2 separate regions of the Rattus norvegicus genome follow, and region 2 is linked to region 1. A link is a contact called in public Hi-C data. All regions are on one chromosome and are shown on one strand. Each heading gives the region's core, a stretch centred on a gene start, on an enhancer-like site or on the middle of the called end of the contact. The rest is flanking DNA. Distances are from core to core; before and after follow the strand shown.

What was found. Hi-C and Micro-C count contacts between places; a contact is called where the count stands out from the background.
Region 2: a contact with region 1 is called in a Hi-C map of liver, with 4 times the contacts expected there. The contact joins the enhancer-like site here to the promoter of Pls3 in region 1. A contact is called at or near these places in 3 of 12 Hi-C or Micro-C datasets (Schwann cells, kidney and liver).

What each region holds. Positions count from the first base shown.
Region 1 is chrX:116,399,747-116,406,210 of GRCr8, forward strand. It overlaps Pls3 (plastin 3), which reads left to right and starts at 1,563. Exons shown (of 16, transcript NM_031084.1): 1 at 1,563-1,638.
Region 2 is chrX:116,476,626-116,483,554 of GRCr8, forward strand. Pls3 (plastin 3) reads left to right here. Exons shown (of 16, transcript NM_031084.1): 4 at 1,391-1,520; 5 at 1,951-2,083; 6 at 3,968-4,049; 7 at 4,809-4,974; 8 at 5,983-6,125. Among named protein-coding and RNA genes, the nearest start is that of Pls3, 79 kb to the left of the region's middle. Within about 2 kb of position 4,131, at least 1 of the 93 cell types and tissues checked has an H3K27ac peak or open chromatin away from gene starts, as enhancers often do. A contact at or near this core is called in liver, where this site is marked.

The DNA of each region.
Region 1 (6,464 bases), core at 313-2,812:
CAGAGCTCCTCTATGAAAACGTGTAATTATAGGTTCTAGATATATTGTGACAAAACATATATTATTTAAATTAATTCTAACTTTATACTTTTTATAATAAAATCCTTAAAATAGTTCATAGATCACACAACTTTTAGTAGTCAAATATGAATTGCATTTTTATTTATGTGGTGTGTTTGTGTGGGGGGTGTGGGGGTGTGTGGGTGCTGCCCATATTCTAAGGCACCTGACTAGAAGTCAGAGGACAGCTCTCCCTTTCCACCCCTTGGGTCCAGGGATGGAGTTCGTGTGGGCAGCTGTGGCAAGTGCCTTTTCACACTAAGCTGCTTTGCTGGCCCTTGCATTCAATTTTTAAGCTCCTCTTATTTTGGGATCCTTCTCTGGCATATGTACCATGGAACTCACCTGAACTAACTGTAAATTTTTACCAAACTTCCCAAGCAGACTCTTCCTGGACAACAGCAGCAGCAAGAACAACAAGAACAAGAACAACAACAACAACAACAACAACAACCTGTTTAGGGCTGGAATGCTGCCAAGCAGGAAGTACTCAGGACTTTTCTACAGTTCTCTTATAAAACAATCTAGTCAGGGTTCAGGGGGACACTTTAACTTTGGCCCTCCAGGCTGATTTTGGAGCTAGGATGAGCCAAAGGATTGAAAAACAGATACAGAGGGGAACCGTGTGACAGTGGCAAAGGGGCAGAACTGTGGGTTTCTAGGAAGGTGAAAGGAAACCTCATGTCCCCCAAATTGTCTCAGGGAAAAGGACAGGGAGGAGACCCCAAGCACTAGCGACTGCTCCAGTGCAACCCAGTGATTTCTACCACTTCTTCCTTCTCTCACCCACTTCTTACTCCTCTCCTCCTCTCAAGGACAAAGCTACCAGACAAGTGATTTAAGCCAACAATTCATTTGGCTGGTGCCAGATACACAAGGGCCTTTCCCTGACTCTGATGAAATGGGTGTGTTGGCGCTAGGTCGTTATTCCAGTACTAGATTGTTGAGCGGAGAGAACGCCAATTTGAGGCTACATAGTGTGATCCTCTCTCAAAACAAACCAAGTAAAAACAAAGAGACAGTAGCTGGGAGGTTCCCCCCTCGGAGTCCTTTGGTGCCAGGTCTGAAGAGATCAAAATGAAGTACTATACCTTCTTAATAAAGAGAAAAAACGACACTGTCACACCCCGCCCCCATACCTGACTTAAATGGGCGACATGCTCCGAAATTCCCAACTTTACAGTCATTTCAGTAATGTTTTTCGAAACATGAATTCCAAGCCAAGCACCTTGGACTTACTTCTAAGTTCTTCCACAAGGTAGGGAATGGAAAAACAGGCTCGCAAACACAGAGTTCCAGTCCCCATCCCTCCTCAGTGCCCATCCCTGCCCTTGCCCGGTCTCTGGGCTCCCCACCCAGTTGATGTGACAGGCTCCTGGCCCAATCCCCTTCCTGGTTCCCAGGCCACTGGTGAACACCACCAGAGCCAATGGCTGAGGCCGCAGGGCGGAGGGGGCTGGCGAGAGGGGAGGGAGCGCTGGCTTTAGAAGCACAGCTGCAGAGATTCCTAGGGGCAGAAGTTGTCTGAGAGCTTGGTCGGAAGCAGTAGGGCCAGATCAGCGACTCTGCGACTTTTACGTAAGTGCTTTGCAGCTCCGAGGGCTCGAGGGGAGCCGGTTTCCTGGGCGTGGGGAAGAGTGGGTCCTGGTGAGAGCATCTCCCGGAACCTCAGCAGGAACGCGCCTTATACTAGGGGGCGGGGGTTGGGCAAAGGGGGAGATCGAAGAAAATTTCTTCTGGAGTCCGAGGCTCTACTCCCGAGCGACCTTCGCCACCCGGATAGGTGGGAGCTCCAAAGGGTTCCCGATTACCACCCTCTGCCATCACTTTTTCTGCTCTTCGTTGTGACTACTCTCTAGTTCCTCCTAACTTGTTGCCCACCACAGGCGGAAGGGCTTAAAAGCCAACCCTTACCCAGATTCCCTAAGGCGGCGACCACCCCTGAAGTGGAAACCCTATGCCTAACTTCCCTCAGCCTTCCTTTTCTGGCTACTGCCTTTCCTCAACCCATCCCTCCCTCCCTCCTTCTCAGCCACTGGGAAATGCCGGAGCCAGCAGCCTAGGTCATCTCCCGCTAGTTCCCATTTGCCCGCTCTAGGTGACCTGGCTGGTTCCTGAGGACCCCGAGGCTCCCAAAGGGGCGGGACGCGGAGCGGGTGCGGTGGCCCCTAGGAGGAACCTGGCCTCTGCTGCCCACCTTCCGCCCGCTCCCCTCCCCAGCCCTAACACGGAGCTTCGGGACCGCGCTGCGACTCCCTATGAGTAAGCAGTTTTTTTTTTTTTCCTTTCGGTGGCAGAAGCTCTCCAGGCTAGCCCAGAGGTACCTTTCGGTTCTTTCCCCAAGCAGCGCCCTGGCGGTCAGCTTGCGTCCGGATGACTCTGGTTGTGGAACTCAGAGCTAGGAGCAGGGCGGCAGCACCGCACCGGGACCGCTCTGGGATCCTTGGGAGGCTGAGCAGAGATGGTGGCTGTAGCCCTGTTCCCAGACTCAGCTGCACTTGCCTGTGTTTACTTTTCTCCGCCAGCTTACTTTAGCGACCTAATGAGAGGCCTGGGGACGCCAACTAACCCTGCGGTCGCCAGTCCCAAAGTTGCTGCTGCTCCACTAGGTCAAGTGCTGACGGTCCCGAACCTCCGCCTGGCTTCAGGCCCTTGCTTGCTTTGCTGACAGTTTACATCCTGAAGACTCACTGTTCACTTGAGCCATATAACTACACCAGAGGTGCAGGTCTAGCTTGGATTTAAACTGGGGCGCCTAGTCACATTAGAACCAGACCTGAGGGATGTTTCTTCCGTCGCCCTTCCTCTTAGGGATAATGTAGACAGGGTGAGGGGCTTGGGTGGTTATGGTAGGTGGAAGATGTAGATGAAGTTAAAAAAAACCTACTGAGCAGTCAGCCTTTACTCCATTTCAAAATCAAAATGGGTTTGGGAGGCTAAAATTGAACCCGGAGATGCAGTTTACTGTGAATTGCAACTTAATGGCCGAGGTCCCACACATGCCAATTGGCATCACGTGTCTTAAGTCTCTGATGCCCCTAGGGTAATGATCACATGACCTCTTTTGACTTTAAAACTGGAATGCAATGGCTGAGGCCCATATTCCCCAAACTACGAAGCTAAAAGTGGAGGGGGGGCGGGGGCGATGTGTGTCAGCTTCCACTGAAGGGTTTTCTTGGATTTGCCTGAGGGAGCAGAAAGTGATCTGTTACTGTGGTTTTAAGAAAAAGAAAATGAAGCAGAATATTAAAAAATTAAAAGAGCTGCTTTTGAGACAAAGGCTTCAAATGTACTGAATGTTGTGACATACGTCACTGTTTCCCAGAAATTCCACATTCCTTTTCTAAATTTTAAACATCGTTTTAAAATCATCTTCTAAGAAAGCTAACGTTTAACTCATGTCCTATTTCATCCCTAAATGACTAGTTTTGAAGCAGTATCCCACTGATAGTGTTAAAAAATAGACCATCTCTACCCTTTAATCTAGCCTATACTATCCTCAACTTCGGGCGTCTATTTAAAGGTGGCGAACAATTCCTCGTGTAAAATTAACTCTCAGTTATCTGTTGTTTGGAAATAATTGGCTCCGAAACCACACCCAAACCTACTTGATAAGAAATTTCCAAAATTGCTTGGGTTTTGTGCTAAGTAGTGGTTTGATGAGAAAGAAGACTATGAAAGGACTTTCCCATATTCTATCCTATATTGGAATTGCGTCTGGGGAAAAAGTGGAGGTTTCACTATTGAGTTTATATATTGTCAAGTAAGAAACAGTGTAGAACAGCCACATGTGCTGGTGGCAAGTGATTGTAGTTGCAGCACTTGGGAGGCTGAGGCAGGGGCATCAGCTGTCTAAAGTCAAGAAGGACTTCGTGATAACCTGTGTCAAGCAATCAGTGTATGAGTTAAGGAAACAGAGAAGTGGAAGAAAAGAAAAGGAAAGGGAAACACGTAGAGGAGTCACCAAGGTCAGGAATTTAAAAGTCGCACGTACTTGCAAAAACAGGCTCAGTTCACACATATTAGTTCTTAAAATCAAGTACTTAAAATCAAAGACCCCTCAAAAGGGAAATAAGGGTTAGGGGTCGAAGACCCTCCAGAGATGGTTTACATGATAAAAATACTTCTATCAGTCCTGACTACTTAAGTCCAACCCTCTGGACCTATTGGATAGCAGAGAACTAACTCCTGTAACTTGTAACAGGTCCCTCTAACCTTTACACAGCACTTCTTAGCATACTCTATGTGTGCATATATTCATATCACACACACACACACACACACACACACACACACACACAGTATTTTTTAAAGTAACTGGGAACATTTAAATGACTTTTGCTTTGCCTCTTTCTTCCCAGACTTTTTATTTCAGTAACCTCTGAATACCTTGTGCACTCCATTTTCAGTGTACATAGGATTCTGAGCCTGAAAAGGACACCTATGTTAAAAGCACACGGTCCTGATGTGCAGGCCAGCCTGTTGCACAGATTATCTAGCAATGGATATAAACTGTACCTGAACTCCTAGAGATGAGCCCCCCTAGTGGAAGTAAGGTGACAATATAATTTTAGAGTGAATTTCTAATAAAGATTTACCTTTAAAAAAATAGCCAAAGTGTTTCTACAACTCAGCTCTGGTTACAAGTAGACACTAATAACCATTGTTAATTTCCTAGTTTTAAAAGATGTTTAGATAGATAGATATAATGATACTAGCTAGGTGAAGATTTAAAAAAAAAAACTATATGATTGTTGTTTTTCTGTCAAGCCGAATTATTTCAGATTAAAAATGTTTTAAAGCCAGCATTTAAGTGGCAGATGCAGAGGAACCAGGGACTCTAGGATATCCTCAGCTAGCCTTGCTTCAGTGAGAGCCCATCTAAATAAGGCAAGAAGAAAAAGGTTTTAAATTGCTTATTTTTTTTAGATATTTAGATATGGTTTTCTTTTTTAATCATTGTTTAATTTTTTTCATACAGTATAGTTGGATAATATTTCCCCCCCAGCCCTCCCAGATGCTGCTCATCTAACTATATGATTCCTCTCTTTCCCAAAACAAAATGAAAATCAAAGAAACAAAAAACAATTCAAGCAAAACATCCCAGTGTGAAATCATTTCTAAGAGGTGGAACCCTCCTGAAGAGCAGGGCTGCAGGGGGTATAAGTCATGTCAAAACAGAATCATGAGCCTGGAAGATGTTCAGTGAGTAAAGGCACTAAACCAAGCCTGAGAGCCTGAATTAGATCCCTGTATCACATAATAGAAGTTGAGACTTTCTTATGGGGATGCAATCCCCTTCAGCTACTTCAGTCCTTTAACTCCTCCAAAGGGAACCTCCTCCTCAGTTTAGTGGTTGTTGTGAGCATCTCCCTCTGTATCTGTCATGCTCTGGCAGAGCCTCTCAGGAGACACCTATATCAGGCTCCTGTCAGCATGCACTTCTTGGCATTAGCAATGTTGTCTGGATTTGCAGTCTGTATATGGGTTGGATTCCCCAGGTAGGGCAGTCTCTGGATGGACTTTCCTTCAGTCTCTGCTCCATACATTGTCTCCATATTTTCTCCTGTGAGTATTTTTGTTCTCTCTCCTAAGAAGGACTGAAGCATCTGCACTTTGGTCAACTTCAAGAAGTTCTTGGGCTTCATGTGGTCTGGGAATTGTTTCTTGGGTATTCCAAGATTTTGGGCTAATATCCACTGATCAGTGAGTGCATACCATGTGTGTTTTTCTGTGATTGGGTTACCTCACTCAGGATGGTATTTTCTAGTTCATTCCACTTGCCTGTGAATTTCATAAAGTCATTGTTTTTGATAGCTGAGTAGTACACCATTGTGTAAATGTACCACATTTTCTGTATCCATTCCTCTGTTGAAAGGCATCTGGGCTCTTTCCAGCTTCTGGCTATTATAAATAAGGCTGCTATGAACATAGCGGAGCGTGTGTCTTTGTTATATGTTGGGGCACCTTTTGGGTATATGCCCAAGAGAGGTATAGCTGGGCCCTCAGGTAGTACAATGTCCAATTTTCTGAGGAACCTCCAGACTGATTTCCAGAGAGGTTGTACCAGTCTGCAATCCCACCACCAATGGAGGAGTGTTCCTCTTTCTCCACACCCTTGCCAGCATCTGCTGTCGCCTGAGTTTTTGAACTTAGCCATTCTGACTGGAGTGAGGTAAAATCTCAGGGTTGTTTTGATTTGCATTTCCCTGATGACTTAGAATGTTGAACATTTCTTTAGGTGCTTCTAGGTCATTCGATGTTCCTCAGCTGAGAATTCTGTTTAGCTCTGTACTCCATTTTTTCATAGGGTTATTTGATTCTCTGGAGTCTAACTTCTTGAGTTTTTTGTATATATTGGATAGTAGCCCTCTATGGGCTGTAGGATTGATAAAGATCTTTTC
Region 2 (6,929 bases), core at 2,881-5,380, 79 kb after region 1:
AGGACGCTCATTCATTCACATTATTAAACCAGTATAGAAAGCTTACATTTGGGCTGGAGAGATGGCTCAGTGGTTAATAGCACTGTCTGTTCTTCCAGAAGACCCAGGTTCGATTCCACATGGCATCCACATGGCAGCTTACAACTGTCTGTAGCTCCAGTTCCAGGAGATCTGGCACCTTCGCAGACATATATGGACACAGAACATCAACGCATAAGAAATAAAAATAAATCTTTTCTAAAAGGGGAAATATTATTTTTGAAAACATTAACATATTATCCAGGTTCTGCGAAGGGCGGTGAAGCCCAAATAGGACAATCATTAAAAAGCCCTTTCTGAGTTTGCTTCCTCTTCTATCTCCTTCACATAACTGAGGACAAAACCCTGGCACTTGCGTGGACACAGCGCTAGTTTCACTTTTTTTGTTTTGTTTGTTTAAGACAGGGTTTCTCTGTGTAATAGTCCCAGATGTCTTAGACCTCACATGGTAGACCAGGCTGGCCTAGACTTTGGAGATCAGTCTGTCTCTGCCTCCAGAGTGCTGGGACTAAAGGTGTGCATGCTCACCGCCTAGTGAAATTTCCCAGTTTTAATTTTTATTTTTAGACAAGTTCTCACTGTCTTGTTCAAGGTGGCCACGAACATGCAATCGTTCTGTTTCCTGCCGGCTCTTTCTTGAGGTAAAAATTTTCTATGCAGCCCTAGCAACCAGGAACCCCTTTTGTAGCGGGGCTCAAACTTGTATAGATCCTCTTGCCTCTATACAAATGTGCCCACCATGCTTTGCCTTTGTTGTCTACATTCTTTCTTCCTTTTTCGACTAGTTTGTTGAGTACGCTGCATCGAGCAGTAGACTATACAGTATTAATAATATTGCCTACATCATACTTACTCTCCTTGGGAATCATCTCTGCCACCAGGATAACACATTTTTCCTTTGTTACTCTGTTGCTTTGATTGAGTAAACTTTTAGCTACCACATCATACCACAAAATAGTTTTTTGGTCGAGTCATAAATTTTTGTCTGTGTGCTAAGAATCGTGGTTCAAGAAGGGGCTGTCCATCAGCCTCTTCTCTCTAAGAAAAGAACAAAGCTATGCTTCACTATGAGGAATGAACAGTTTTACCTGTGCCTTGGAACTGCAAGTTTTTTCACTTAAAAGTGCATTCAATGCATGCAGCCCTGAATGCTTTTGGCGAGTGTGTGAACTTGACGCTTCATCTTTAGTAACAGTACTGTAGCATTGCAGAAACCCAAGCCAGTTTTCCCCTTAACATTCACTGCCTGTGGAAAACACTGTAGGTGACAGACAGGTAAAACGGAGTTCAATGTGCTTGTTCTTGTGTCCTCTTGAAAAGTGTGAATCTGCAGCCTTGTTTTCATTGATAGATTTTCCAAGAGGTAAAGAGCAGTGACATTGCTAAAACCTTCCGCAAAGCCATCAACAGGAAAGAAGGGATTTGTGCTCTGGGAGGAACTTCAGAGTTGTCCAGTGAAGGAACCCAGCATTCCTACTCAGGTAATCATGGCATGGGTGTACTTGGGTCAGTACAGTGCACTGGGCAGATACAGACTGAAGCCCTAAAAAGCACGTTTCTCTAAGTAAATGTACTAAGGAGTCTTAGTGACCTAGTTGGGTCTTGGGTCACATATTTGTCAGAAAGTTCGGTGATGATAATCTTCATTACAGTGGAGGTGTGCAATAATATAAATACAATTTTTATATATTTTATAACTTCCCTAAAGATCAGTTCTTTTGTTTCTACTAGCATATTAATTAATCCCTAATGGCCACTGGATTGCCTTCACGTCTCTGAGTATTCAAAGAAGATGGCCACATAATTGTGAAGCATTATCTCTTAACAGCACTACACAACAAGTGTAGGGTTGGGGCCAAATAATTAACAGAGAGTATGAACTGATTTCTTGCTTACTTAATATAATTTTAGAGGAAGAAAAATATGCTTTCGTTAATTGGATAAATAAAGCTTTGGAAAATGATCCCGATTGCAGACATGTCATACCCATGAACCCAAATACTGATGACCTATTCAAAGCAGTTGGTGATGGAATTGTGCTCTGGTAAGAGACTAGTTTTGTTTTGTATCCCAATCTCCAAAGATAATCTCCACAGAATAACTGTACTTGGTTATGTGGTTATTTGGCTGTTTGATATCTAGAAGGGGGGCATCAATTGCTCAGGTTTGTCTTTTTCATTTAATATCTAAATCTATGTGTAAAAGTAAAAGTCAGTCACAGAGTGGGGACCTCTTTTATAGGGTAGAATTTTTGGCTTCCAATTTCTCATTACTGAGAAAGCAGAACATTACATTTTTTAAAAAAAAATGTAAGTATGTCACTATCTATTCTGAAATACCTTGACTTCTCAAGGGAGAATAAGAGGCTAGCCTTCAGTTCTAACTCTCCAGTGATCTGATTCTGAAAACTGCTTTCCTCACTTTAGCTACATCTGAACCAGCAGTATCTTGGCAGGAGTGATGTAAGATTATCACTTGTCTGTTGCTGCTCTTGTTCTCAGAGATGGTTTTGCCACACTGTTCTAAAATAAGCTCATTATTGAAGTCTGGGTTCCTATGTAAGGCTTCCCACACAGTAGCTGTGTGGATGGGGTCCAGATAGTCAGAACCTTTTACATGTTCATGGCCTTGGTTTCCAAACTCAGCACATGAGAGCAAATGCCTGTAATCCCAGCACTCATGGAATGGGGTCAGACAAATATCTGTGAGTTCAAGGACAGCCAAGGAGACAGGGAGATCCTGTCCCAAAATAAAAAAGAAGGAAGGAAGGAAGGAAGGAAGGAAGGAAGGAAGGAAGGAAGGAAGGAAGGAAGGAAAGAACAGAAAAACAAAAGATAGAAGAAAAAGCAACAACAGAGCTAACCTGCCAGGCAGTGATGACACACACCTTTAATTCCAGCACTTGGATGGCAGAGGCAGGCAGATCTCTATAAGTTCAAGGCCAGCCTTGTCCACAAAGTGGATAGCCAGGACTACACATAGAAACCCTATCTTAAAACAAAACAACAGGGGTTGGGGATTTAGCTCAGTGGTAGAGCGCTTGCCTAGCAAGCGCAAGGCCCTGGGCTCAGTCCCCAGCTCCGAAAAAAAAAAAAAAAAGGAAGAAAAAAAAACAACAAAGCAAAACAAAACAAAATTAAAAACCCTCACAACCTTAGCATCACAAAAAAAACCCAAAAAGTAAAACTTAGATTTGGGTTATGTATGTATGCATGTGTTTGTGTGTATACATACATACATGTACATATGTATATATGTGTATATATATGTATATGGAATATGAATAATTTTTTCAGACCTGGGCACCCCAAAATGTCATCATATTTTATCTAATCTGCAGTTTGGACATATATATTTTGTGGTCAACGTGATAAACATCATCTGTGACATTTTGTTTTTATTTTATGTGTAGCTTCATGGGTTTATGTATACCACCTTGTGCACGTACCTGTGAAGGCCAAAAGAATGCCTAGAATCCCCTGAAACTGGAGTTAACAGGCAGTTGTGAGCTGTTCAGTATAGGTGCTAGGAGCCAAACCTGGGTCCTCTACAAGAGCAGTAATGTTCTTAACTCCTGGGCTATCTCTTCAGCCCCAGATCGAGTGCATTTTTTATATTGCATGAAAGATAGTTTATAATAAGCTTTAACATTCATGAAGATTTATCAAAGTGTTGTTGTTAGAGACAGGATTTCGTATGTCTCAAGCTAGCCTCAACTTGATATGTAGTCCAGGATGGCCTCGAACTCCTGATTCTTTTGCCTCCATGCTCTTGTGCTAGGAATATATATTTCTCCATGTCCTAGTTATGTGGTGCTGGTCACTGAACCCATGACCTCATACATGCTAGGTAAGCACTCTACAAAGTGAGATATTAACACCGAACTTTGTGGACTCTTTCAAAGTAAACCAACTTTTGTTTGTTTCAGCAAAATGATCAACCTTTCTGTTCCCGATACAATTGATGAGAGAGCAATCAATAAGAAGAAGCTTACACCCTTCATCATTCAGGTGTGAGGAGTTCTCTATTCTCTCTTCCATGAACTGTGATTTGAAACAGAGACCATACACTGTGTATTCTGTTTGCTGGCCTTTAATCTTTAGAGCAGCTCCGCGTGTGGAATGATCATTGATGTTTCAGTGAGCTGGAACTCAGAAAGGATTGCGGGGCTTGCTGGAAATTAACACTGGCACTTTTGAACTCAAAGCCCTGTGTTCCTTTCATTACCTATTGAGTTAAGATATCACCAAAATGAACAAAATGATCAAGCTCTTTCTTAGCTGGTGTGCTTAAAGGGTGGAGCGTTTTTGGTTTTCCACTGAATAAGTAGTAGATTAGTACAGCGAAGTGCCATCAGGCAGGAGTGACCTTGAGATAGATAGATTGGTCATTTCTAGAACCTGGATTTATGCCATATACTGTTGGACTCCAAATTTAGGCAGTTTTGGAAAAAATAACACCATGGATATATTGACTTTGGTGACTTGACATTTTTACTTTAGAATTGGCATAATTCCAAAGCAACCAGGTCAAAAGAAAAAGTCCATTCCCTGTAGAATTCTGCACAAAGATTACGAGTGAGGCTGAGGATTGTTGTCGCTTTGCTGCTTATTGCCCAACTCTGCCATTTGTTTTCTGTAAATGTGGGTGGATGAAATTAATACCTCTTGCTAATTTCTCAACTGAGCGGTATTTTCAGTGAAGGCTGAGGTGGACTGGGTGTGGAAAAAAAAAAGGTCAAGAAGTGCATAATTTGGTCTGTCTTCCAGGAAAACTTGAACTTGGCCCTGAATTCTGCTTCTGCCATTGGGTGTCACGTTGTGAACATTGGTGCCGAAGATCTGCGTGCCGGGAAACCTCATCTGGTCTTGGGACTGCTCTGGCAGATTATTAAGATTGGCTTATTTGCTGACATTGAATTAAGCAGGAATGAAGGTAATGGAACACAGTTGTTTTTTGAAAGATGTATATTGTTGATTTTTACTTTCTCTTCATGAAAACTGTCATGCTTGCACTTAACTGAGTTGAGCAGATGGAAACTAGAATAAATCCAGAGCTATTCAGAAAAACAACCTGTACATACACCTCTGTTCTTTATTTGTAGCTAATATGACAGTTCACATTGGATTTTTCTCTAAAGACAAAAATACACAGAGAAGTTGATATTAAGTGCCTTCCTTAGTCTCTCTCCACTTTAGAATTGTGTGTGTGCATGTATTTTTTTAATTTACTTATTATATTTATATAAGTACACTGTAGCTGTCTTCAGACACACCAGAAGAGGGCATCAGATCCCATTTCAGATGGCTGTGAGCCACCATGTGGTTGCTGGGAATTGAACTCAGGACCTCTGCAAGAGCAGTCAGTGCTCTTAATTGCTGAGCCATCTCTCCAGCCCCTGGTCTTCATACTTAAACTGCAAGCAATTTACCAAGCTCTTCTCTCCAGCCCCAGGCCTACTCTTGAGACAAGATCTAGCACTAAATCTGGAGCTTGCAAATTTGGCTAGATTGCCAGACAGCAAACCCCAGATACTGGCACACGCTCCACCCCACCCCAACCCTGCTTTCACCTCTGCAGCTCTAAAGGGTAGAGACTTGTGCTACCACGTCTGGCTTTTCACATGGGTGCTAGCAGTTGAACCTGGGTCCTCATGGTTTCACAGCAAGCCCTTTACTGACTGAGCCATGTCTTTAGCCCAGAGTTTGAGGACCTGGAAGTTAGGTCTCTATTACCAAAGTATCAAAAGACTGAAATGACGTATGATGCCTCATGCCTGTGATCCCAGCATTTGGGAGGTTGAGGCAGGGAGATCATGAGATTAGGGGAAGCATGGGAATGTTTCAAAGTAAAATGGTAGGAGAAAGGGAGAAAGAGCGTGCTCAAGTACTTGGCATGACCACTAGCACACAATATACTGACTGAGGCATTTCTGTCTACAAGCACTGGCGGCTTTGCTTCGAGATGGTGAGACTCTGGAGGAGCTTATGAAATTGTCTCCAGAAGAGCTTCTGCTGAGATGGGCCAACTTCCATCTGGAAAACTCAGGCTGGCAAAAGATCAACAACTTCAGTGCTGACATCAAGGTAACTATGCAAAGGGCCAGAGCATTCAGGGAGATGTGATGGCTTCAGAGATTTTTTTTATCCCATTTTAACAGAGACAAAAATTATAGGCTATCACCAGGCCCATGAGAGACAAAAGTCTCTCATGTTTTGAGATAAGGTCTTGCTATGTAGCTCAGGCTATACTAGACATGACTTTTGTAGACAATGCTAGCCTCAAACTTACTGTGATTCTTCTTCTGCCTCTTGAACACTGGTATACAGAGAGATACCACCATAGCTGGATGATTATCTTTCCATACACTGATGTTGTCGTTTGCTTTTGTTTTTGTTTACTAAAGAATGTCTCCTATGTTCCAAGATGGCCTCAAGTCTGCCATGTAGTTAAAGATGATGTGAGATGCTGTAGTCACATTTTGTGGGATGTTCAGGATTAAATCCAGGGTTTCCTCCATTCAAGGCAAGCACACTACTAACTGTGGCCATTATGGTTTTTTCAAATGTGATTTGACTCTGTAGCCCAGGTCGGCTTGTGTCAACCAGGCTGGCTTCAAAACTGCAATCTTCCTGCCTCTGGCTAAAAACTATATACAGGCATATGCTGAAATGCCTAGTCAGTGGAAATCTTTATTAGGAATTCTGCTTTGAATACTTTTGAAAATCAAAGAATGCTTGCATTTATTGACCATGTGAAGCCTTAACCTCAATCCCCATCACTGTGGGAGACGGGGGAGAGACGAGCATGTTTTGTTAAGTGAGTTCTGACCTTAAAAGGTTAAATTTTATCTTGCCAACTATATGTGTTTCTCATTTAAGCTTTTCTAA